7 separate regions of the Mus musculus genome follow, and all the other regions are linked to region 1. The links are chromatin contacts, called in public promoter capture Hi-C maps. All regions are on one chromosome and are shown on one strand. The core of a region is the stretch at or near the end of the contact, and the rest is flanking DNA. Distances in the headings are between cores, read along the strand shown.

Region 1 (3,136 bases), core at 211-2,710:
CATGGGCACACATGCCACAGTCAGGTGGGTGGCAACGGGACACCTGCCTCTTCCACTCTCTAGACCTCTCCTCCTGTCCCCGCTGCTCAGCAGGCAGAGGATGTCATGCATTCCTGGACACACTGGTGCATATTACGTGGTAAAGGGGACTGAGGGACAATATGGTCACAGTACATGGTCCATTCAGTTGCAAGAAGCATTTACTTTTTTATAACAGGTCAAATGGAACAAAGAAAGCAAGAAAGCACACAGAATTCTGTCTCTAGCCAAGCAAAGACGCTCTGGGCTCTATGTGACAGAGATCCCTTGTCTTATCCAGAAGGAAGTAGGCTGTGCTCACGGGTTCCAGCAAGACTGCTAGGCCGAGGTCTAGGGAGCAGCTCAAAGGAGGGCCTGTAGCCCAGTCCAGAAGGATGGTCCTCAGACAAGCCCCAGAGGGGCAGGGAGAAGGAGTTCCCAAGGCAGGGTCTGCAGTACATGCAGGACAGTCTTGGGAGCTTGTAAGATCTAGTCAGTCAGGCCCCACTGACACCGTGAGACCAGGTTCCCAGGTCTAAGCTTTGTCCAGTATATAGACCTGAGATGGAACTGGGAAATGAAGCTGGTTACTGAGGCACTCCCGAGTGACTGCAGAAAGGTGCTTGGGTTTACTGGAGGCGTATGAATGTCACAGGTGCTAGGGGCAGGAAGCTCTGTAAGGATGGACCAGGTGATGCCCGACTTCGAGGCTGGGAGAGTCTAGCCGAGATTAGGGTTGTATGTGCAGAAAGGGACTAGGGGGTGTGCAGAAGAAGCAGGGGGTGTCGGTAGTCGGGTAGTAAAAAAGGATAGTGCACTATGCTGCCTAGGGGGAAGGTCCAATCTTAGATGACAGCAAGAAGAGCCAGGACAGGAGCAAGGAAGTGGGCGGTTACAGGTGAGGATGGGGTGCGTAGGTGGGTCTGTTAGAGAGGTGATCAAGTGCCAAACTGGAGAGCCCGTGCCCAGGCCAGGCAGGGAGGGAGGGAAGGTACTGTCGCTAGGGGCATTTGAAGCATGCTAGTCAGAAGAGGAAGAAGTTTCGCACTACTTCAGCACGGCACCCTCATCAGAAAGGGGAGGTCTCCCACACAAGCCAGAGGGGGAAAGACGTCTGTCTGTCCGGCACCCGTCACAGCCTAGCTGCGGGGGGGAGTTTGAGGTGCCTGGGGCCGGGCCGGACGGATGCGGGTGGCAACAGGCCCCAGAACACAGCGAGGGAGGGCACCCGGCCGCGGGCGCACCGTCACTCACCCACTGAGGGCCTGGCTCCGGAGCCTGCGGGCTGCCGCCTACCTGCGTAGGGCCGGACAGGGCAGGCGGCCACTTCCGCCCCGCCGCGCGCTCCCGGCAGTCTCTGTTCTGCGCCTGCGCCTCACTCTGGCCGCGCGCTCCCGGCAGCCTCTGCTCTAAGTGTCTTCCTGCGCCGCACTCTCGGTTGCCTACAGCCACGTCTTCCCGGCAGCCTTTGCTCTATGTGTCTTCCTCTACTCGCCCACCCAGTCTCTGCTCTGCGCCTGCGCACTGAGCGCCGGGCTGCTGGGAATCGTAGTTTTTCGCTTGAGCTTGTAATTGAGGCGCGGAAATCCAGCAAAGGAGTTGTCTGTCGTTCCCCAGTTAAGCTTCAGGGTTCTTTGCCTGGTCCCCCCGACCTTCGTCTCAGGAAGTTTAGAAGTTAGGACTCCTCTCTGCCGCCCTAGTCCTCAGACCCTCTTCTGAGCAGTTCCAGCTGGTCATAGCCAATGCTGACCAGATTCCACAGCAGGACCAGAGGATGGTGGTGTGTTCCCGCCGCCGACTGTAGTCAATAGCCCTTACAAACGGAGGACCCCGGTTCATCTTTTCCCAGCCTGCCTTGCCCTGAGCTCTGTGCTGTGTGATACCGGCTCAGTCCTAGACAGTGGTGGCATGTAAGGACTTTAAGAGGCCCTCATCAACCATGGAGAGAGTCAGCCCTGCCTCCTGACTTCAGCCTCATCCCTGAGTCTCCCAAAAGCCTTCTGGGAAGTAACCGATGCACAGTTGGGACGAATTCAAAATATGTAACCCAACACGGTGAAAAACAACCCTTTCTTCCACCCCTTTTTGTCCTCTGGGACATACACTAACTAACGTTAGAATATATACTAAATTACATGTGAAAAATAGAAATGTGCTGGGTTCCCTCTTCTGTGCTTGGGTTGGCAGGCCATCTTTCTTGAATTCTCTGATGTTCGTGTCAGACCAAACCAAGTCCCAATCAGCCACCTTCTATTTGTTACAGCTTCTCCACTCGGAATAGCAGATTGCTCGTAGGATTTTTAAAGCACTCTAGGTATTCCTTCCAATTCCCAGCTCCTCTCCTTACACCTGCAACGGGAGGCATGGTCCCGAATACTGTGCTCATCTTTCTCAAGCCTTCCTTTGCAGACAACACATAGCTGTGCAACTCTAAATAATACATTGCTCAGTTCTGCCCAGCTTAACCTTTATGAGAGATGGCAGAGTCGGTGTTCCAGGGGCGCGCGCGCGCGCGCGCGCACACACACACACACACATACACACACACACAGAGAGAGAGAGAGAGAGAGAGAGAGAGAGAGAGAGAGAGAGAGAGAGAGAGAACACGCATCTGTGTGGGTTTATATATTCACAGGTGCACTTGCGTTCCCCTAGAGGCCAGAGGACAACCTCGGTTTCTGGATGGCCTGGAACTGGCTGAGTAGGCTAGCCTGGCTGGCCACTGAGCCCCAGTGAGTCCCAGGAAGCTCTAGTACCCCTTGCACCAGGATTGCAACACCACACCCATCATTTTCGTAACATGATTTCTGGGCAGTGGATTCACCTCTGTGCTTGCAAGTCTATCACTTTGCCAGCTGAGTTTTCTTCTCAGCCCTGTCATATCTTTTAGACGGTGTGCAATTCTTTTGTAGCTATGGTAATATCTCTTTAAGAAGAAATCCATCCCTTCCGTATTGCTATTGTGCAATACTAACCTTATCCGAATGATGTTTCCATAGGCACACAGGTCTGTTTAGGAGATGTTGGGTTGCATTGATACTTTTGTTACCAGCTTCAACACTTCTTTCTCATCATCTCGTTGCAAGCTTCAGAAGTTGAATGACACAGTCCTGCAACT
Region 2 (3,136 bases), core at 330-2,829, 1.7 Mb after region 1:
GGTTCCAAGCTCTCCCCAAGCAGATCTTCACTGGGCTCATCATCTCCGTTTGCTCTGGTAGAGGCCTAGCACCTGTGCACAGCCAGGCTCCACAAGAGACTGCTCAACCACCTGAGCCCAAACAGCTAATTTCCCAGTCAGCTATGACAGACCCCAGTAAAGGGTCAGTCACACTTCACAGACAGGCAGCAAGGATGACAGAGTTCACTTGGAGATTCGAAACCAGCCAACACTCAAGTCCCAGGATGCAATTCTGCTGACAGACAGTTTCCATGGACACTGGGACACGTAGGCACTCCAAAGACACCCAAAACCATCCCCCAACAACTCAACACTGGGGTTCACAACACAGATGTCACCCCAGAGGATCTAGCTCTGTCCTCCTGTCTACATCTATTAACCATATCAAATACCCTACCCGGGAACCCTAGATACAGTCTCAATCAGGATAGGTTGTTGAGGATCAAAAACTCATTGATTAAAAAAACTTGTTTTCTATTTTTAGCCTGGGATGTGAACGACAAAACACACGAAGTAGTTGTTAGTCTACTATTAAATTATCAACAACCCATTTTCACTTCCAAATGTCTATCCCGGATTAATCTTCCACCTCATCTCCTGGGAGTCATCAGATAGGAGGAGTGGTCTCTGCCTTGATAACCCACTGTTTCAATAGAACAGGACAGCAGCCCGCGTGGCATGGATGAGCGACGGGGAACCCCGCCACTCCCTTTGTTAAGAGAGTCATTACCCAATTTGACGTTTCCATCTGCTTCCGCAACTCACTGGCAGACACAACAAAGCCACGTAGAAATGACCATCTTTTCATGTGGCATTCAACACAGAAATAACACCAAACTTTTTTGTATGCCGGCTTTTCCAACTGCGGTGACACATGATACAGATCAGACCAAACGAATGCTTTAAATCGCCTTGAGTAAAGGTGAGTAGCCGAAGCCGAGGACCGGCATGCTTCCGTGCCATGCAGTCGGTCAGAGTCAAAAACAGGACCAACAAAACCACTATCAATCCGCTAACGTATCCTTCTCTGTGCCTTTCCGTACAGTGTGAGCAACCGCTGAGCGCGCAGATCCGGACCGCGACTCGCTTCGGGGACGTTGCTTGGGTCTCTTCCCGACCCGCGGTGCTCACACCCCCTTCCCACCAAACGAGCACTTCAACCTGATGCCCCCGCGCCCTCGACTCACCTGCTTGAAGCAGAAAGGCATGGTGAGCACGCTGACGCCCACGATGCTGTTCACCACGTTCGTGATCAGCCCCCACTTGGAGGTGGAGGCGGCCGTCATTTTGAGGGTCTAGGGACCAGGACAGAGCGACCCTAGATAACCCTAAACCTGAAGCAGGGGGGGCCGCGGACAGGCGTCGCGAGGTCAGCCTCCAGACCCTGCCAGGCTCCGCAGCAGCCTCATAGCCATGGTTCCAGGTTCCCGCCTCCGCCTCCCCAGAGTGAAGCGGGAACCCGGAAGCGCCGCAGGCAACGCTAGCAACACCTCAGCTCCGCTTCGCTGCCTCCGGCACCCAAACTTCCGCCTTCGGAGCCTACTCTACCAGGAAGTGACGGTATCAAAGGGCGGGATGAGGCGGGACGCCAGCCAACTAGAAGTAGGTGTGTATGCCCGAGGAGGCGTGGTTTGGGTGGGCCCAGAGGCGGAGCTAGGCGTAACTCTGGCCAATAAGAAGTATGTGGGGGGAGGGACGGCGGGACGTGGGGCGGGGTCTGAATCAGGGCGGGGCTACAATCTGGGTTAGGGGTTCCAGGCTTAGACTAGTGACTGTGGCCGCTGGTAGAAGAGTCATTTGCTGGGTACAACCTCTAGTGGAACAACAGGAGAGAAAGAGAAGGACTACCTTTCAGGTGAGGAGTGGGCTCTTGAGGGTTAATTTTCAGGTCCTTGCGCACAGGAAGGATTTTGGGTCACAATTGGAGGACCTGTCTAGACTGAATGCCAACTTATTGGGACAAAATTAGCACTTAACGTTTTACAGATAAAAATCATCGGGACACCGGGAGGTTCAGAGACTCAGCAAAGTCACAACAGCCTGGAGGAGGGAGCATGGAGATGTGTCTGTTTGATACGCTAAGTGGGTGAAAATGGTCTACTGCCCTAATATGAAAGAAAACCAGAGGAAAGGTAAAAAGGAGAGACTAGGGAAATCTAGGATTTCAAGAGATGGTGGCTTCTGTACTGGAAGGACTAATGAGAATTCTTCCTGGAGTAATGGACATTAAAGAGACTAGAGAAAAGAGAACGCTCCAACACCTAAGTGGATTACTGGCACCTGGCAGTGTTCTTTATGGTGGTGTCTGTGGTGAATGAAGGCCTAGGGACCTGAGGTCCAAGAAAGACCCCACAATGATTCCAGGAGGCCAGAGCTGTGCATGCAAGGAGGAACTTCAAGCTGCCTAAAGAGGCTCTCCTAGAAAACAATTTGAGGCCCATGCAAGATCTCAGACAAGGGACAAATTCTTCCAGCATCAGGCAGAGCAGCTTCTAGAGATGAGAGAGAGAGAGAGAGAGAGAGAGAGAGAGAGAGAGAGAGAGAGAGAGAGAGAAAGGAAAAGCTAGAAAGAGCAATTGGTGGCATGAGCCATTAATCCCAGCGTTCAGGAGGCAGAGACAAGCAGCTCTCTTGAGTTTGAGGACAGCCTGGTCTACATAAGTGAGTTCCAGGACAGCCATGGCTACGTGGAGAAACCCTGTCTCGAACAAAAAAAAAAAAAAAGGAGTAATTGAATACAAAGCCAGAATAGGGTTGGAGAGATGGCTCAGTGGTTAAGAGCACTGACTGCTCTTCCAGAAGTCCTGAGTTCAGTTCCCAGCAACCACATCATAATGGGATCCAATGCCCTCTTCTGGTGTGTCTGAAGACAGCAACTGTGTACTCATATACATTAAATAAATAAATCTTTAAAAAGAAAAAACCAAAATACTAAGTGTCTGTATTCATCGTTTGTAAGTGAAGTCATTGTCCACAATCTATCTGACCCGTTTCTGTGTTTCCATATTCATGTATCTGATGTTCATCCCTAAGAAGGGGCTGCTCAGGGCTGGAGAGATACACTGACTGCTCTTCCAGAGATCCTGAGTTCAATTCCCAGCAACCACATGGTGGC
Region 3 (3,136 bases), core at 281-2,780, 1.7 Mb after region 1:
CATCTGGATAGTAGGAAAAAGAAGTTGTCTGTGAGCCGGGCGGTGGTGGCACACGCCTTTAATCCCAGCACTTGGGAGGCAGAGGCAGGCAGATTTCTGAGTTCGAGGCCAGCCTGGTCTACAAAGTGAGTTCCAGGACAGCCAGGGCTACACAGAGAAACCCTGTCTCGAAAATCCAAAAAAAGAAGTTGTCAGTGCTCCTGGAATAGCAGAAAACCCCACCCTGATGCAGTATCCCTTCCTGCTATGTCAGGATCCCCTCCGTACTAAACACTAAACCCACCAATGGGAACAGTGCAGAAGGATACTGGCGATCTCTTCAAACAGGTAGCCTGGACATGGGATGCTATCATCTGAGGTCCCCTTCAACAGGATGGGGAGCTGTAGGGGAATGAGGGCCATGGTGAGCTGCCATCTTAGACAGGGTAGGTCCCAGCCACTGAAGGGAATGGAAGCAAGCCTCATGCTGACTGGGGCTAAAACTGCCCAGGAGAGAGTCTGGGCAGGGCCACAGTCACCCTAAGGGCCACAAAGCAGAGCTGCAAACAGGCTCTGCTCTGGCATGGAGGAGTGACCCGGGAAAGAGGAAAATCAACAAAGGTTCTCTAACGAGGTCAAGATGAGGTTCAGCCCCTGCCTCCTACACTAAGTAACAGCAACAGAAAGAATCTCAGGGCTTTCTGTGCATTGGATGGGTGAGACTACTGGGTACAGACCCAAAGAGTGAGAACCGCTCAGCTTGGGGACTTTAAGGTTCCTTGAAGATAGCAAACTTCCATCTTATTGAGTCATGAATCAGCTTGGTTGTGCTTGCTTACTTACTTCCTTGCGTGTCCCTGCAAGCCTATGGTGTTTACTTGGTTGAAATCTGGGAACACCTCATCTCATCCATCAGTATCTGGATGAGAGGGCGAGGTTTAGGAACATTTAAGACAAGTATGTCTTCACCGTGCTATTTGTCTACAGTGCCTTCAAGGGGATCTGTAGGGAGGGAGCTGCACAGTTCAGTACTTCAGATCTTGTCCCAGACTTGAGTGATCTGATCTCTTGTAGCAGGGACTCTTAAAAGCCTAAGAAGGGTCCCTGGGGCCACTCAGTGCCCTCAAGATCCAGTCAGAAAGCTCAAGGCAATCAATTTATTGCAGTCAACAGCTGGCAGCAGGCTCCGCTCTCGCCACCCCGTGGCTATGGCCTTCCAGATGCCCCCTGTCCCCCAGAGATGTACGAGCTTCCAGGATCTTCTGAAATGAAGCCTGGGGAGAGCCGATGGGCCCCGCTGGAGATCGCCCGCCGCCCTTGGGGTTAACCTTCTGCTATCACGGCAGGCACACTCATTCTCGGCAGCTGCTGGACAGTGTCTGTCCCCGCTAATCTAGCGAGGTTCCCGGGCGCCGGAGGTCAGCACACCCGGCGAGTTTCACTCACCCTATGCAAGAAGCTCAAGCGGTCCCGCAGGGGCGGCACAGCTGCCATGGTCCAGGTAACCTCCCAAACTGCCCCGCTTCCGCCAGGCTTCGATCCTCCAATCGTCGCGCTCCTCTCGCTCCCCCGACCAATCGCTCGCAAGGGGCGGGCACGAAGGCGGGAACATCTGCGTCTCAGCCAATCCAAAGTCTCAGCAAGAGACGGACAAGAACGGCGACCAATTACAGAAGCACAGGACTGTGACTCTGACCAACCAGAAAATAGGATAGGCGGAGAGTCCGGATGTTCACGCGTTCGACTCCGGAAGAGGCAGGGCCCAAGATGGCGGCGCCCTCGAGAGCCTAAAAGGACCGCTCATGTCTGTGAACGGAGCGGTGTGGGGGCGTGTGCGGAGCCGTTTCCGAGCCTTCCCCGAGCATCTGGCGGCCTGTGGAGCTGAGGTACGGAGCGAACGGAGCGGAAGCGGAAGCGGGATGGGTGGCGACTCGGGTCAGGTCCCTGTACTGTCCCGTCTTCCCTCAGGCCTCGGCTTATGGCAAGTGCGTGCAGGCGTCCACCGCCCCAGGAGGCCGCCTGAGTAAGGACCTCTGCGTTCGCGAGTTCGAGGCCCTGCGGAGCTGCTTCGCCGCCGCGGTAGGTGGGCGTGTCCCTGCTACGTCATCTCTGTCTGGCGTCCTCTTTTCCGCCAAGCAACTCCAGTGACAAGGGGACAGGGCCTCCAGTTAGCTGTTGGCGTCTTGCCGATGGGCAACCCGATGAGACCGACCCCAGCTCCACTTGGTTTCTCCCAGCAATTCCTGCTAGATGCCAGGGCAGTGTCCTGCTAGGCACGCACCCCTGACGCACCCTGTCCCCGAGGAGTAAAGTGCAAGGTCCGCAGCAGGTTCTCCCTGCAGCACGGAAGCGATGCTGAGAGCCGCTTGGGTTCTTGATCCTGGCCTTTTTGCCCATGACCCCTCCACTAGAGCTAGGGTCGGTGGTTAAGAACCCAGGGTGACAGACACACTGCATCAGAAGCAGGTCCACAGTAGCCTCGGCGGGAATGAGGAGCAGTGTTTGAGTTGACTACAGCCCAGCCTCACCTACATACAGCCTTTGGTTTCCCGGCAGAGGCTGTTCAGTCGTCAGGTGTTGCGCTTTTCTTGTTCCTTCTAACTTGACACAAGCCTTTACTCTTGTGGTTGGTGGCCAGCAGCTGTCATTGAAACCCTAAACACACTCCTAATGCTCAGAGTTTCTGCTGTCCCTGCCACCCTCTCTGTGGCTGACCAGAATTGTGTGACTCCATCTGCTGCTTTGCCTGGACCAGATAAAGGCACCCCCCTGTGGTTCCCCCTCCATCCCTGCCCATCTCATAACAGAAACTCTCAGTCACAGGGGCCAGGCGTCCTCTGTAGGTGAGCCCAGGCTGGGACCCCCCGAGACACACTAGCATCTCAGTTCTTTAGCGTGGTTGGGATAAGGTGGCATTTGATGTGGTAGATGTCTTGCTTTAAGCCATATCTAAACTGGAAATAAGTCACTGAAACAAAATGCTTTCTCTTCCAGGCCAAGAAGACCATGATGGGAGGCTCCTAGGAAGAGCGGTGGGCGTGGAGGCCCTGTCCTGACAGCACGCATATGGGCAGCAGAGTTCCTGCTGTGTAATGGTTCCTCCCACCCTGAACCATGGGCAGGCAGGGCAGGGCTGTTTCCCGGCAGTGTGTACATG
Region 4 (3,136 bases), core at 420-2,919, 1.6 Mb before region 1:
TGGGGCTGGGCAGAGACGGCTCAGGTTAGAAGCACTCAATTCCTCAAAGCACCAAGGTTCAATTCTTAGCACCTCACATGATCCCAATGGCTCACAACTATCCATAATTGCAGCTCCTGAGGTTCTGACCTCAACCAACAGGCAGAGACTGGTAAAACATATACATGCATGAAGTTTTATTTAAAAAAAAAAAAATGCCCTGGAGGAATCCAGATGCCTCCCCACCCCCCCACCCCCATGGAATCCTTCTTCCGAAGTAGGACTATAAACAGGTCAATGTGTAGGGAAGACTTTCATTGCTTTTACAAGGTTAGACAGAGTTCTGCTAACAGGCTTGCGGATTTGTGTGTGTTTATCCAGAGACAGGGTTTCTTTGTGTAGCCCTTGCTGTCCTGGAACTCATTCTGTAGCCCAGGCTGGCCTTACAAAAATACCACTGCCTGTCACTGTCCATGGTTTTTGAAAACTTAACGTGAAATAATTTACCTGTAAGGGGGTCTGCGTTTCTCCCCCGCGTATTGGAAAAGATCATCTGTGAAAAACTTGGGCACCTTGTAGTCTTCCAAAAGTTTCCTTCTTTTGGGGTGTTCGCCATAGCTGCTATCGAAGATGTAAAGGGGACTGTCATCGCGGGTGCTCTCCATGTACTCGATGTAGTACTTCATCTTCATCTTAACCGAGTAGCCGTCATTATCCTCGCCGCACTTGAACTTCTGGTTCCGGTATTTCCTTTTGAGGCGCTCCAGAGTCCATTTCTCCTGTGCGGACCAGCCCTCTTGTGCATTGAGCAGAACCACGGGCTTGTAAGGCCTCTCGTAGCGCTCCACGAACTCTTTCACCGACAGCTGTAAGGCATCAGCTCTCTCCACGTTATCCTGCGGGAACAACAAAAGACCTGTCCCGTTAGGACACTGGAACAAGTCCAGTGGCGGATAAAGGTGTCCCACAGGGCCAATTAGCAAAGACACCCGTGAGCAATGGCACACACGAGCAAGGAACGAGCGAGCCTCTGCTCCTCCAGGGGGCCGGAGGGACGGAAGGAGGCCCACGTGCGTGCGGGCGAGCACGTCGCACCCGGAGCCACCCCTTCACGGGAGGGAGGGGCCCGAAGCTCCCACGACCGAGCGAGTTTTGACAGCCGGGCTGCGGGGCCCCATCGGGGGACCAGCGGCCCTCGGAAGGCGGGCAGCCGTCGTGTGGGGTCCCGCGCCCCGCTCACCGGCACGGCCGCGGGGTTCAGCGGGTAGCTCTCGTAGTAGTTGTGCCGGGTCCAGTCGAGCGAGTCCTTGAGCTCCGGCCGCGCACTTCGCTTGGCCTCGCGGATGCGCTTCTTGCTCTTGTGGTTCATCGTGAGCCGCTCGCCGTCCGGTTCCGCCCCGACCCCGACGCGGCTCGCGTTTCCTGCCACCAAACGCGCCCTCCCTCCCTGGCTGGCGCGGCCCCGAGACGCCCTTCGCTCCGGCCCGGCGCCTTTAAAGTCGCCTTCCAGAAGATTCACTCCTCAGCCGCCACCGGAGCTTTGGGTTGGGCGAACAGCGGCCTTCCTCCCCGCCCCACCGCCTCATGCGGTCCGCCATTGGCCTCAGCGACCTGCCAGACCCGCCTTCATGCACGCCAATTGGGCGCCATGTTGGGAAGGTCGCGTCGCCGACGCCCTGCCCCTCCCTGCTTTGGCCTACGCAACACTTCCGTCTGCGCGTCGCTTCCCTGCGGTCTCCTTCCGGCCGGGCCCGCTGCGGCCTCCGGCTTCCTGTGTTTGCCATGGACAGTGTCCGGCCCCGCGCTCCTTGGGCACCGCCTCCTGACCCGGCGTCCCTGGACTCCCCTACGTGCGAGCCCGGCCTCATGGCCGGGACCCAGCTCTTTCGGTTCCGGGAGGAGCCAGTTCCCGGAGGCAATCGGGCGGTGCTGGAGGTCCGCGTCCCGCAGGTGCGTGCGGCGGCACCCACGTGGGAGCCCCCTGTTTGGAGCGGGAGTGGGTTGTCCTTCAGTTCTCGGCTTCGTTCATTAGCACCAGGTCTGGTGTGAAGCCCGGTGAGGGGTTAAGTGCGCTCCAGTGACACATTTAGGGACAGTGCCAGGAAGTTCACTGAATTCCACCAGGAAAGTGGCTGTCTTGTCCTGTGATGCTAACTTTGTACTCTTTTGAAAGCATCTGTCAGTATATCTAACACGGCCTGCCCCCCTCCCCACCAAACCTCCGGGTACTCTTGATTGAACCTCTGCCTGTTAGGCAAGTGCTCCGCCACTGAGTGGTAGCCCTAACTCTCTGTTTTATTTCTGAGCTCAGGCAGGCTTTGAATTTGAACCCCCGTTTCCCGCTTCTTAGGGTTAGGAGTGTGCGCCACCATGCTGGCTTAAACAGTGCCGGGGCTCGAATCCAAGATCCATACACGATAGATGATAGTTGTGCTTTTGAGTTTATCCCAAACCCCGTAATCTTTGCTGTTTAAATTTTGGGACCAGGGATTCCTGTCTCCAACACCCCAATAAAATTTTATACATCGGCACTGGCTTGTTCCCTCCGAGCTCATAGCTACTCTAAAACTGACTAACTCTTCCCAGGTAGTCGGGTTTTACAAAGGATTTTCGTGTTGTAATGTAGGCAGCTGGACCATAGGTAGGTAGGTGTCCCTGGCAATAGTAAGGGGAGCAGAAGGTATAGCCTTCTGCTATACAATGCTGCCACCTGTAGCAGTCCTCGTTTGTTTGTTTTTTTTCCCAGACTTCTACACAAGTGAAGCAGAGATTTTGTTTTGAGACAGGGTCTCTCTATGTATCCCTGGTTATTGTGGAACACATTCTGTGAACCAGTCTGGACTCAGGGTTCACCGTGCCTCTGCCTTTGGAGTGTTGGGATTAAAGGTGTATTCCTCCGCCCTCCCAGCAGCCTCTAACATTAGAGAAGAGATTCTTGGCTGTGTACTACAGAGAAATATTTCAGGACAAATAAGCGTGAAGCAGAGTTGGAAGATACTAATAACCTGGATCTTTTTAAGTTTGGGCATTAATAGACAACTAGGAAAAGGACAAGAAGGCATGGGGTACAGACTTCATAAGTCAGAATACTGCACTTGAGTGTCTTAATAGCCATATGAATGATTTGGTAACATCTGGAGTTAAATTGTTTAAGGAA
Region 5 (3,136 bases), core at 376-2,875, 1.5 Mb after region 1:
GGGATGTTGTGGAAGGGGGAGTGGTCCAAGCCATGGGAACTTTTCTTGGGGGAGCTTCTCTGCCCTTTTTCAGACAGACCCCAAGTGTTTGCTGCCAGCCTCCACCTCTAGTTCTCCTCCATGGCCTTGGCCTGGGGCAAGCATGGAGGAGTTGCTTCTACCCCAGTGCACAGCTCCTTGTTGGCTTTCTGATCAGTGAGGGGATCAGTGTGTGCTTGAGTAGGCACCATACCATGCTGGTCTAAATGGACTAGAAAGTGAGATGAAGGGGCAGCTGTAACCAACCAGTCGCAGTGAACAGTAATTGACAAGTCCTTATTTGACAGCCAGTTAGTTTAAGCTGGCTTTCTGTCACAAGAAGAACCCAAGAAAAGACAGATACACAGAGATGTACACAGAGATGTACATAGACGACAAGGAAACAGAGGACAGTGGGCTGAATTCCTTCTCCTTACACATGTAGCAAAGTGAATAGGGGCCGTCTGAGTCCCCTGCTGAGGCTTGACAGCCGCGCCTTGGATTTGTGTCCTCTGGGTTGTTGGAGTGGTGTAACCAGCTGTCCAGGAAATGGATGCTGGAGTGTTATGTTTAATTAAAAGGAAACATTCAGCTCTGGTGTTTTACAATGTAAAGCAAATAATTCCTCTCTGTTCGTCTAATTGATGTAAATATTTCTTCAAAGGGAACCGCGTTGGAACCCCGTGTGCCAACCTGGTCAGTTTTCTCAGCCAAGCCTTACCCTTCCTTAAACCATCAGCTACTGGGCAATTCCAAGCTGTGCTGAGAGGCTCCTCCCCCGGAGCTATCCACCCAACTCCCGCCCCCGCCCCAATTCCCTTCCGAACCACCCCATGGAACTCGCTCCACGTCTCCCTCGCTCCTCTCTTGGGTCCTCTTCCCGGAATTCTAGACCCAACTGTCGGCCGCCACCCTCCGTTCAGCACCAGTCCACCACAAGCACCCGCCCCAGGGCCCACCCTGTCCCGATCCTGCCTCCAGGGCTCAGGGTTCTCCCGCTAGAGTTCAGCACCTTCCTCCGTCTCCACCTACTCCGGCTCCGGGTTTCCTCCCTTCCGGAAGACCGTCCAGGGTCGACGCACGCCTCGCCGACTCACCTGCAATAGCGCGGGAGCCACCGGCCCCTGTCGCGCACTCCTGAGGGACCCTTGAGGGCCTGCAGCTCGGATCGCTGCCTCCCGAGTGCCGCCTCCACGCGCGCTCGCGCCGGTGCCACCCGCACCGCCCACACCCCGCGCTAGCTCTTCCTGCGCCACCCCGCCCCCGCTTTCCGCCCCCAGCCCGGCTGTCGCTCCGACCCCCTCAGGCAGCTCCAGGGCCTCAGCGCGCCGCGCCTCCGCCTCCCAGCGGCCGACCAATTGCCGCTCGGAGCCGGCCTCCGAGTCCCTCCTCTAGCTCCGCCCTTCGCCCCCGCCTCCGAAATCTACCAATAGAAAAGACGGCGCAGGAGCGGGCCTGGCGGTTGCCTAGCAGCGGCTAGGCTGGGCGGGGGCGGACAGCCGGGGGCGGTGATCCGGGCGCGGCGGGGGCGGGGCCCGGAGGCGGGGTTTTTGTGGGGTGGGGCCTTCAGCGGCTATAAAAGCAGCGGCCGCCGGGCGCCGCGCTCTGTGGTCCTGGTCTGCGCGCCTTTTCCTGTTGCTGCAGTTGTCGCTTTCCTCACCGCCACCCGTGCCCCTGCTCTGGTCTGTGGTGTAGCCGGGACCCAGGACCATGTCGCTTTCACGCTCGGAGGAGATGCACCGGCTCACGGAAAATGTCTACAAGGTGAGTTTCCAGCGCGGCTCCGAGTCGCCCCTAGGTCTTCAGGCCCGAGCAGGGCACCGGCTCCCGGACTGCGGGTGTGGTGGACCGATCTTCCGTTGGTCACAGGTGGCCGCGCCCGCCCAGGGTCCTTACGCCCGCCGCGGCCCGCGCCGTCCCCGAGCACGAGTGGACGCCCCCACCCCGACGGCGCCGCTCAGCCCCCGCGCGCTCCCTCAGTACGCCTGTCTGTCCTGGCGTCCGGAGGGACCGAGATGTTCAGGGCCTGGGCTGCTCTGCGATCTGGCCTGGTCCGCTGCATCCCAGAGTGAGGGGAACAAGGAGCGGGGGCGGCGTGGAGGTTGCAGGCTGCTGCGGGCGGTCGCCCTGCGCTTGCTTGGCGCGGTGGCACCGTGGGGCTCTTCTAGGTGCTGTTATGCCAGCCTCTGGGCACTTTCTCTTCAACAGGCTTTCCCTTTCCACAACTCCTTTACGAGTGTTAATGGACGTGGCCCAAAGTGGGAGGTCGAGCTCGGACAGGTTGGATGGGTGGACAGATAATCCATCATCTTATGTAACCGCAGAGGGAGAAGACTAATTGTGTAGGAGGCTGACGCGCCTGCTTTTGCTTCTGATATGTGTTAAGAGTCTCGCATTCACATACTAATCTGTGAAATGACAGTTTCTCATGGAAGAACTGCAGAGCCTTGTGCAAGCCCCCTGGTGTCATGTTATGTCCATGCTTTGGGTACAGATGGACGGGCCATTTCCTATTTCTTCACCATGGGTTCTCACAGCCCTGGCCCCTTACCCTCAACAGCACAGCCTGGGGCTCCCTGATGGCATCAGGTCCGCTGCAGTTCTCAGTGACATTTTTTTTTTCAAGAGAGAAATTCCTGCCCTGCCCTGTGCATGGCAGTCCTCTTTACAAAGCTGTGCTTTATTTCAAAACTGTCTTAAGGGTGAGTGAAAGGCTTTCCACCAGCCACTAGGTTTTCACATGGAGTTGCTGGTTCATGGCTAAATGGGATTGTGCTCTGCTCGAGAGCAACAGTTTCTGATTGTATGAACCAACCATGGTTGTGCCTTTCTAGGCAATGGCCTGTGAAACCCTCATAGCTGTGCTTGCTCTGTTGCCTACAGCAGATGGAAGCCTCCAGGGTGGCTGCTTAGGTTTCAGCTGGAGTCCCGGGGGCAGATTATACTTTAATTCATCATTTAATAAAGGCTTTAGAGTTGTAGTTACATGGGTCTGGAGGAACCTTGAAGGTGGGTGTAGGGGCTGAAGGAGCTCTAAAACCATGTTCAAGCTGCCGGCAAACAAGATTGAGAACAGCCTTTTGTTCTTTATGTTTAGTATCTGTAGACTCCATGGTAT
Region 6 (3,136 bases), core at 445-2,944, 1.4 Mb after region 1:
ACTTGAAAAATGCCAGTAATGGAGCTGTGTACTGTGTGACTCTGTGTGTTTAAAACTGCAGAAGGTGTGAGCTTGTCTGTAGTCAGGGCAGGCAGATCAACTATTGGGGCAGGCAAGGAAGGGGCAGGATTTACAAAGGACACGAACATGCAGGAGCTAGATTCACCCTCGATGGTGGTAGCCTCACAACACGCATGTGCCTGGGTTTTGGGGTCTGAGCTGTAAGTCTGTGCCATGTCTTGGCATCTTATAGACAATGGTGTGGATATTGACAGTGACCTGTTCTGTTTCCACCTTGATTTTCAATCAGAAAGTGGGCTTGCTATTCTTCATTAAGACTGATGCTGCGAGGTGACCTAACACTGCCCTGGAACTGAACCTAGACCAAAGCCAGAGGCTGTGACATGTAGTTGAATCTGAGCATAGTACTGTCCCTGAGAATTCCCAGAGAATGGATTTGTGGTTATGGAAGAAAATGTCCTTTTTGTTAACAATATTTCGGGGCAGGGTGCACATGTATACAGAGGCCAGAAGCCAATGTTAGATCAAGGTAAGAGTAGGTTAGTATTCTGTGCTATTATATAATATGTGGTCTTTATCCCTTTGCCCCACTAAGGGCTTGTTCACTCCCCCATCTTGTGGGTTCTTTCTAGTTTCCTGACACTCCAAATTAAACACACAACCCCAGAAACTTGAAGCTAAGATCCAAGTGTGAGAAAGGACATGCTTGCTTGGTTTTAATAAGTTTCCCAAGTTGTTGTTATCATCTGTCTCTCTGCTAATTAACAAGAATAAGGGAGGGAGGCAGTTAATTAAGGACTGGTGTAAGCTGGGTTCCAGCTAATTGAGGGTTTTTTTCATAGACAGAATTAATGTGCAATTCAGGCAGACCTTCCAAATTACAGTTAATAAAGTTTTATTTATAGCACCACTGGGGAACATCAAGGGCACAATGTCAAGGAATGTGGGAAAACACTCTGAATTGGTATTGATGGGATAATCCAAAGTCAGGCATACAAACAGGCATACCACAGGAAGAGCTTCCATGGACAAAGACAACAGGGAAGGAGGTGGGATTTTTTTCTTCGGCCCCTACAACCTGTGTATCCTTTGCAGCTTCCCAGTGTCTGGTTCCTCCGCAAACAGATTCTTCTCTGAATAAATTTGATCAGGTACTCAGCCTAACCTCTCTTGCTCCGCATTTTGCCTCTTCACGTACACAAAGCTCAGTTGGAAGAGAGTTCAATGTCGGCCTCTTCTCTATGGGTCAGGCATTGTTGAGCATCCTCCCTGTTCTGCTGGCCCACCGTGGGGCTGCTCTAGGAGGAATGCAGACTGCCTCTATCTAGATACCCGTGCTTCCTGCCTGCTAAGCTTTGCTTTGGGGGATAGCTCTAGGTTTACAGAAATCTGAGGTGACAGTGGAGCCCGCCCCAGTTTCCTGTGTCTGAGGCACCTCAGTGGACACAGTGAGACCTGTGTTCCTGTGCCGGTTGGTGCCTTACCTTAACCAGCTGCACCATTCTGGTGCACCACAGGGTTTCTCTGTCCACTCTCCCTGGGAGGGGCTTCAGCTCCTCCAAATCAACCCTCCCCCTTTCTCCCTCAACCCTCTGTACCTCTGATGTCCATGGCAGCATGAGGAGGCCCCTTGGCTCTGCACACCTGCACTTGGGTTGCGGTAGTGAGAGGCTTGGGGTGGAAGACAGATGAGCCCCCTTCTCACACGTGCTTTGCCGTTTGTGTTAGCGTGCTTCTTCCTTCAAAGTCATGACTCCCAGCCCCAGCGATTACTGCAAACACTGCTTTGTTCCTTCACCTGTTCTGTTCCGGACCCAGATGTGGGTATGGGGGTTGTTTGTTTTCTTTGTGTACTTAGACTTTGTATCCGTTGCTTTGTTTTCATTATGTACTTAGACGTTGTATTCGTTACTCTTCTGTTGCCGTGGTTACATACTGGGACCAGCAGTGACAAAGTTTATTTTGGCTCACAGTTCCAGAGTAAGACAACAGAGGAGTGGGAGGCAGAGGAGGCAAAGGAGGCAGAGCAGAGGCTCAGATCACAGCTGCCATAAACACAGATCACTGACAGCAAACCAGAAATGGGCAAGGCTATAATATCAAAACCCACCCCAACAACATACTTCTCCCGCTTCAAGGCTCTACTTTCTGAAGCTTTATGACCTCCCCTAAGAGCACCATGAGCCAGGGACCACGTGTTCAAATGCATGAACCTCTGAAGGACATTTTCCATTCAAACTATCAGGCTGTTCTAAGTCTCTGTGTTTGGGATGAATTTAGTTTTATACTTCTAAGTTTTTCTAGTCTCCCTTCTCTGTGAGGAAGCCATGTTCCTAGAAACAGTCTTTCAGATGGGGGGGGGGGGGTCTCCTAGCTCTGACTGGGCAGAGTCTTCCTCCCGGTCACTGAGAGCCACATCTGATGAGCAGGAGTCAGGAACATGCTCACAGGAAAAACTTATAAATGTTTTCTCTTCCTCTCTCCCTGCCACCTCATTCATATAATTTGATGCTTTGAGGGTCTCTTATGACTCAAGTATAGGTTATAGTCTGCAGAAAACCAGTGAAGGGAAGGGACATGTTAGGGATATGTGTTTGCAGAAACCTTTGTTTTGTGTAAGCCAGTCAGCAAAGCTATGTACTGTGTAAATGGGTTCTGGGTACTGTCTCACTGTCTGGTAAGATAGAATACCATGTGAAGGTGTTTTCAGCAGTGGCTACAAGTGTATCTACATGGCGACATTTCTCCCCAGTGCAGATACACATCATGAGCAGCATACATCACTGTCACTATGTGGTCATGTATGCTACCTCAGAGATCATAACCACTTGTGACATGGAGGGTTTGTCCTGTGAGTGTAGCCAAGAGGGAAAGAAATACAAATGGCCAATCCCCGTCTGTCAGTCTATACAGAAAGAAGAGCTTTTCTGACCGGCCTGACTGTAAGGCAGAGCCTGGGAGACTCGGGTGCTCCTCTCCATGGAAGAGGCTGAGTAGCAGCAAACAAAGCCACTGGGGTCCAGAGGTGGCATGTGGACTGGGGACAGCAAGCTGGACTGTCAAACCGGTGAAGGAAGAGAAGGACATTTTGAATGTCCTTCTCAAAAGGATGCAG
Region 7 (3,136 bases), core at 351-2,850, 1.3 Mb before region 1:
CGCCTCATTTGCATGTTCCTCATCTGATTGGCTATTCTCTCTCTGTACCTCACAGAGCCTCATTATCATACCTCATTTGCATGTCTCACATCTGAGTGGTTATACTCTCAAAGCCTCATTATCATGCCCAGGCCAGGCAGTGTCTTTGCAAAAAACTTTACTGCATATGTACACATTGGTTGTTTGTCCAAACTTATGGGTGGTGGCCAGCAGTAGTCAGTGTCACTCTGCAACGGCACATGTGGCTTCCCACAGTTGTGTTTTTACATCCACAAGACTCATCTCAATAAATAAATAAAATAGCCTTCAAAGGGGGAGTCTGTATTCAGTGGTTGGATTCACATTACAGTGAAACATGCAAAAACCCTTCATTCATCTCAATGAGGTTCGTGTGTCATTTTCTTCATTTACTGAAAATACAGAGTGCACCCTCTCCTTGCCTTTCCCCGCGCCTCTAGCTGACCTGAAGATGATCTTGATTCCAGTTAGAAGGAGCCACAGCTGTAGGGGTAATGGCTGTGTGACACTTTCCCTAGGGAGATGAGACCACCTTGTTTACTAAATGACAGACCAAAGTAACAATGACACCAAATGCCCCTCCCGCCCCCATGAAGTGGCCAGTTTTCTGGGGTTACTCACAGGAGCACGGATAGCCCAAAGACACTCACATTACTAAGAGCCTAGCCCAGCATGAGTGACAGCTCAGGAGAGCTGGAAACTGGAGCTCTCTGCATGATTTGGGGCTAATTCCACAAGTTCGGAGGGTCTCTCCTCATTAAGGAGGGCGGGGCCTTGTGAATCTGGTAAGCTTTAGGAATTTTTTGAGACTTGTCACTTATTTTCCGAGTCTTAGAGTCTTAAGGACTATCCGGATCGCACTTTCTCAAGCTTCCCTCCGGGTGAGATGTTTCGGAGGAAATTACTACATAGCACCGACTTGGCCCTGGCATTATTGATCAATTTTTTTTCGTGGGATTTCCCATTGGCCCCTGGGATACCTTGGGATGATTGAAACCTGGACCTGCATGCAGGACTTGGATGCCACTTTGGAGGTTGGAGGTCTTAGCCCAGAGATGCCACATCACAGATCTAACTAACCCTTTGCTGGACCACGGTGTCATGTTCCTCGGGAGGTCTCTGCTGAAGGCATGATTCTAGATACAGTCCTGCGGCGGTCAGGTCAGAGGTGCGATTTTGGGAAGCCTTTGGATCAAGAGGGTGCTGACGTCAACGGGTATCAGTTGATACCACCTATGGGTTTATACTGTGATGGAAGGTCACACACAGGTTTGCAACAGAACCAGCTGGGTTTCAACTGCCTTTGCCACAACAGGGCTGACTGGGCTCGGGAAAGTCAACTTTTTGGTCTGCACAGGGCTGCGTGATTGATAAAGGGTCAGTGGCTAGGCTAGCTCCTGCCGCCCAAGAGTAGGGAGTCCCTCCCGCTTGCGCCCCTGTAGACGAGGTCCCACCGCCGCGTGGAACTCTGGCCGCTCTAACCGCGTCTAGAACGCGGCCCCTTTAAGGCCGACCTGGATGACCCGAAGGCCAGAGCGACCTTCTAGCGGCCGTCTCGATGGTAAATCTTCAGTTCCGGCCGGAAGTGCATTTGCAGAGCTGGTTCCGCCGGGGAGGAGAACTCGCGTGCTCCGTGCAGAGGGGATGCATCCTGCGCAGCGTGGCTCGGGGGCGCCGTGGAGCCTCCCGAAGGCGATCGTGGGATTCAGAAACCTCTCCCGGGACTCCCATGGGAGGAGGCTGACCCCGGGCCGGCACGCGATCGCGGGATGGGCTGGAGTTGTAGGAAGGCCCTAGGCCCGGGCCGCCATCGGCGGGGCACTGGCTGCTTCTGTGTTGCAGGCGCCGCACGGGTTCGTCCGCTTACACAGAATTGTATTAAATTGTCTTTTTATTTCCCCACCCAGGAAATGAACCACATCCCCCAACGACTAGACGGAAGCACGCACAAGCTCCTTCCTCCCGAGGAGCGTTTCCAGTGACTTGAGCTTGGTTGGCCCAGGTATGTCAATCCTTGGGGGTGGGACGGTGACCTGAGGCCGACGGTCTGGGAAAAGGCTCCTGTGTGGCTGTACCCGCCCGAGGTGGGTGCAGCCCCGTACCAGACAGCCCGACCTTGACCTAAAGTAAAATCCCAGAGGAGGAGGAACCTCTTCCCTGGGGTTAGAATTTGCAGTAACAGGTGTGGACATCCTAGCAGCAGTTTGGTGGTCATGTATGATACTGCAAACAGGAGCCCTGCTGAAGCTGTGGGGACTGAGCACAGTCCTCCAAAAGCAAATATTTGACCATTACTCAAGCCCCTCACTTTAGATAAAAAAGAGAAAAAAGACGTATTCATTATTTTATTTTATTTTAGAGTGTGGATGTTTGCCTGGTGCCCCCAAGGGGTCACAAGAGGGTACCAGATTTCCCAGAAGTGGCATTATAGAGTATTGTCAGCCCCGGTGTGGATGCTGGGAACTGAACCCAGGTCCTTTAAGAGGGCAACAAGTGTTCAGCTTCAATGCTGAGCCATCTCTCCAGCAACTGCACCACCCCGCTCTGAGATAGGGTCTCACTTAGCCCAGGCTGGCCTTTACTCATTAAGTAGCTGAGGGCAGCCTTTGAACTTCTAATCCTCCTTCCTCTGCCTCTGGTAGCCGCCTGGATGACCGGCATCCTCGAGCACACGTGGTTTATGGGATGTACGGATAAAGCTCAAGGCTATATGCATGCTAGGAAGTCTTCTACTCCTGGGTGTCTGTCCCACCCACGTGGAGCTTAAACAAAGATGCATACAGTTGTGACTCCAGACGTCACTGGACAAGACACCAGTACAACCCAAACAAACAGAAATCGTTCCCCAGGACTCACCTGAGCGACCGTGGGCCCCACTAGGTTGTCTCTTCAGTGTGGTTGAAGGACTGGGCGTTTGCATTTTGAGTAGCCACATGGGGCCAGTGGTCACCATTTTGAAGGTCCTGGGTGTGGCATACTTCCGGAAAAACCATGACAAGAGGAATCTGCCATAGTTCAGGCTTGTCACATGCTCTTCAGGGGCACGGGAGCCAGGCTGGAGTGTGGCTCAATGATAGACATATGCTTAGTGTGTCTTGAGAAGGTCCTGCTTGTTACA

What was found. Promoter capture Hi-C pulls out the DNA fragments that hold promoters and counts their contacts.
Region 2: a promoter capture Hi-C map of pre-B cells shows a contact between it and region 1, with 2.5 times the contacts expected there. The contact joins the promoter of Slc38a10 here to the promoter of Cant1 in region 1. A contact is called at or near these places in 1 of 39 promoter capture datasets (pre-B cells) and 1 of 115 datasets of contacts at active chromatin or transcription factors (pancreatic cancer cells).
Region 3: a promoter capture Hi-C map of pre-B cells shows a contact between it and region 1, with 5 times the contacts expected there. The contact joins the promoter of Tepsin here to the promoter of Cant1 in region 1. A contact is called at or near these places in 1 of 39 promoter capture datasets (pre-B cells) and 1 of 115 datasets of contacts at active chromatin or transcription factors (pancreatic cancer cells).
Region 4: a contact with region 1 is called in a promoter capture Hi-C map of liver, with 6 times the contacts expected there. The contact joins the promoter of Mettl23 here to the promoter of Cant1 in region 1. A contact is called at or near these places in 5 of 39 promoter capture datasets (cranial neural crest, hippocampal neurons, liver and 1 more), 2 of 484 Hi-C or Micro-C datasets (CD4 T cells and pre-B cells), 1 of 115 datasets of contacts at active chromatin or transcription factors (pancreatic cancer cells) and 2 of 9 other capture datasets (liver and pancreatic islet).
Region 5: a promoter capture Hi-C map of pre-B cells shows a contact between it and region 1, with 3 times the contacts expected there. The contact joins the promoter of Baiap2 here to the promoter of Cant1 in region 1. A contact is called at or near these places in 3 of 39 promoter capture datasets (liver, pre-B cells and stem cell-derived epiblast-like cells), 1 of 484 Hi-C or Micro-C datasets (B cells) and 2 of 115 datasets of contacts at active chromatin or transcription factors (astrocytes and pancreatic cancer cells).
Region 6: a contact with region 1 is called in a promoter capture Hi-C map of stem cell-derived epiblast-like cells, with 2.1 times the contacts expected there. The contact joins the promoter of Rptoros here to the promoter of Cant1 in region 1. A contact is called at or near these places in 2 of 39 promoter capture datasets (hippocampal neurons and stem cell-derived epiblast-like cells).
Region 7: a promoter capture Hi-C map of pre-B cells shows a contact between it and region 1, with 5 times the contacts expected there. The contact joins the promoter of Snhg20 here to the promoter of Cant1 in region 1. A contact is called at or near these places in 5 of 39 promoter capture datasets (hematopoietic stem and progenitor cells, hippocampal neurons, liver and 1 more) and 3 of 115 datasets of contacts at active chromatin or transcription factors (double positive thymocytes, pancreatic cancer cells and stem cell-derived neural progenitor cells).

Annotation. Positions count from the first base shown.
Region 1 is chr11:118,417,658-118,420,793 of GRCm38.p6, forward strand. Cant1 (calcium activated nucleotidase 1) reads right to left here and starts at 1,461. Exons shown (of 5, transcript NM_001025617.2): 1 at 1,273-1,461.
Region 2 is chr11:120,149,772-120,152,907 of GRCm38.p6, forward strand. It overlaps Slc38a10 (solute carrier family 38, member 10), which reads right to left and starts at 1,580. Exons shown (of 17, transcript NM_024249.5): 1 at 1,209-1,580. The coding sequence starts at 1,307. Gm11769 (a long non-coding RNA gene) reads left to right here and starts at 636. Exons shown (of 3, transcript XR_389232.4): 1 at 636-943; 2 at 1,067-1,627; 3 at 2,008-2,950.
Region 3 is chr11:120,097,201-120,100,336 of GRCm38.p6, forward strand. It overlaps Tepsin (TEPSIN, adaptor related protein complex 4 accessory protein), which reads right to left and starts at 1,531. Exons shown (of 13, transcript NM_183137.2): 1 at 1,426-1,531; 2 at 309-381. The coding sequence starts at 1,473. Ndufaf8 (NADH:ubiquinone oxidoreductase complex assembly factor 8) reads left to right here and starts at 1,734. Exons shown (of 3, transcript NM_001110242.1): 1 at 1,734-1,865; 2 at 1,948-2,058; 3 at 2,974-3,136. The coding sequence starts at 1,782. The coding sequence ends at 3,003.
Region 4 is chr11:116,841,846-116,844,981 of GRCm38.p6, forward strand. It overlaps Mettl23 (methyltransferase like 23), which reads left to right and starts at 1,670. Exons shown (of 5, transcript NM_028865.3): 1 at 1,670-1,929. The coding sequence starts at 1,762. It overlaps Jmjd6 (jumonji domain containing 6), which reads right to left and starts at 1,604. Exons shown (of 6, transcript NM_033398.3): 1 at 1,220-1,604; 2 at 487-875. The coding sequence starts at 1,348.
Region 5 is chr11:119,941,467-119,944,602 of GRCm38.p6, forward strand. Baiap2 (brain-specific angiogenesis inhibitor 1-associated protein 2) reads left to right here and starts at 1,626. Exons shown (of 14, transcript NM_130862.4): 1 at 1,626-1,782. The coding sequence starts at 1,729. It overlaps Gm11767 (a long non-coding RNA gene), which reads right to left and starts at 1,628. Exons shown (of 5, transcript XR_001780400.2): 1 at 1,116-1,628.
Region 6 is chr11:119,832,671-119,835,806 of GRCm38.p6, forward strand. Rptoros (regulatory associated protein of MTOR, complex 1, opposite strand) reads right to left here and starts at 1,695. Exons shown (of 3, transcript NR_045313.1): 1 at 1,620-1,695. The region is part of intron 13 of Rptor (regulatory associated protein of MTOR, complex 1); the gene reads left to right.
Region 7 is chr11:117,075,183-117,078,318 of GRCm38.p6, forward strand. Snhg20 (small nucleolar RNA host gene 20) reads left to right here and starts at 1,601. Exons shown (of 2, transcript NR_027059.1): 1 at 1,601-2,020. It overlaps Mir6516 (microRNA 6516), which reads left to right and starts at 2,166; the gene lies at 2,166-2,275.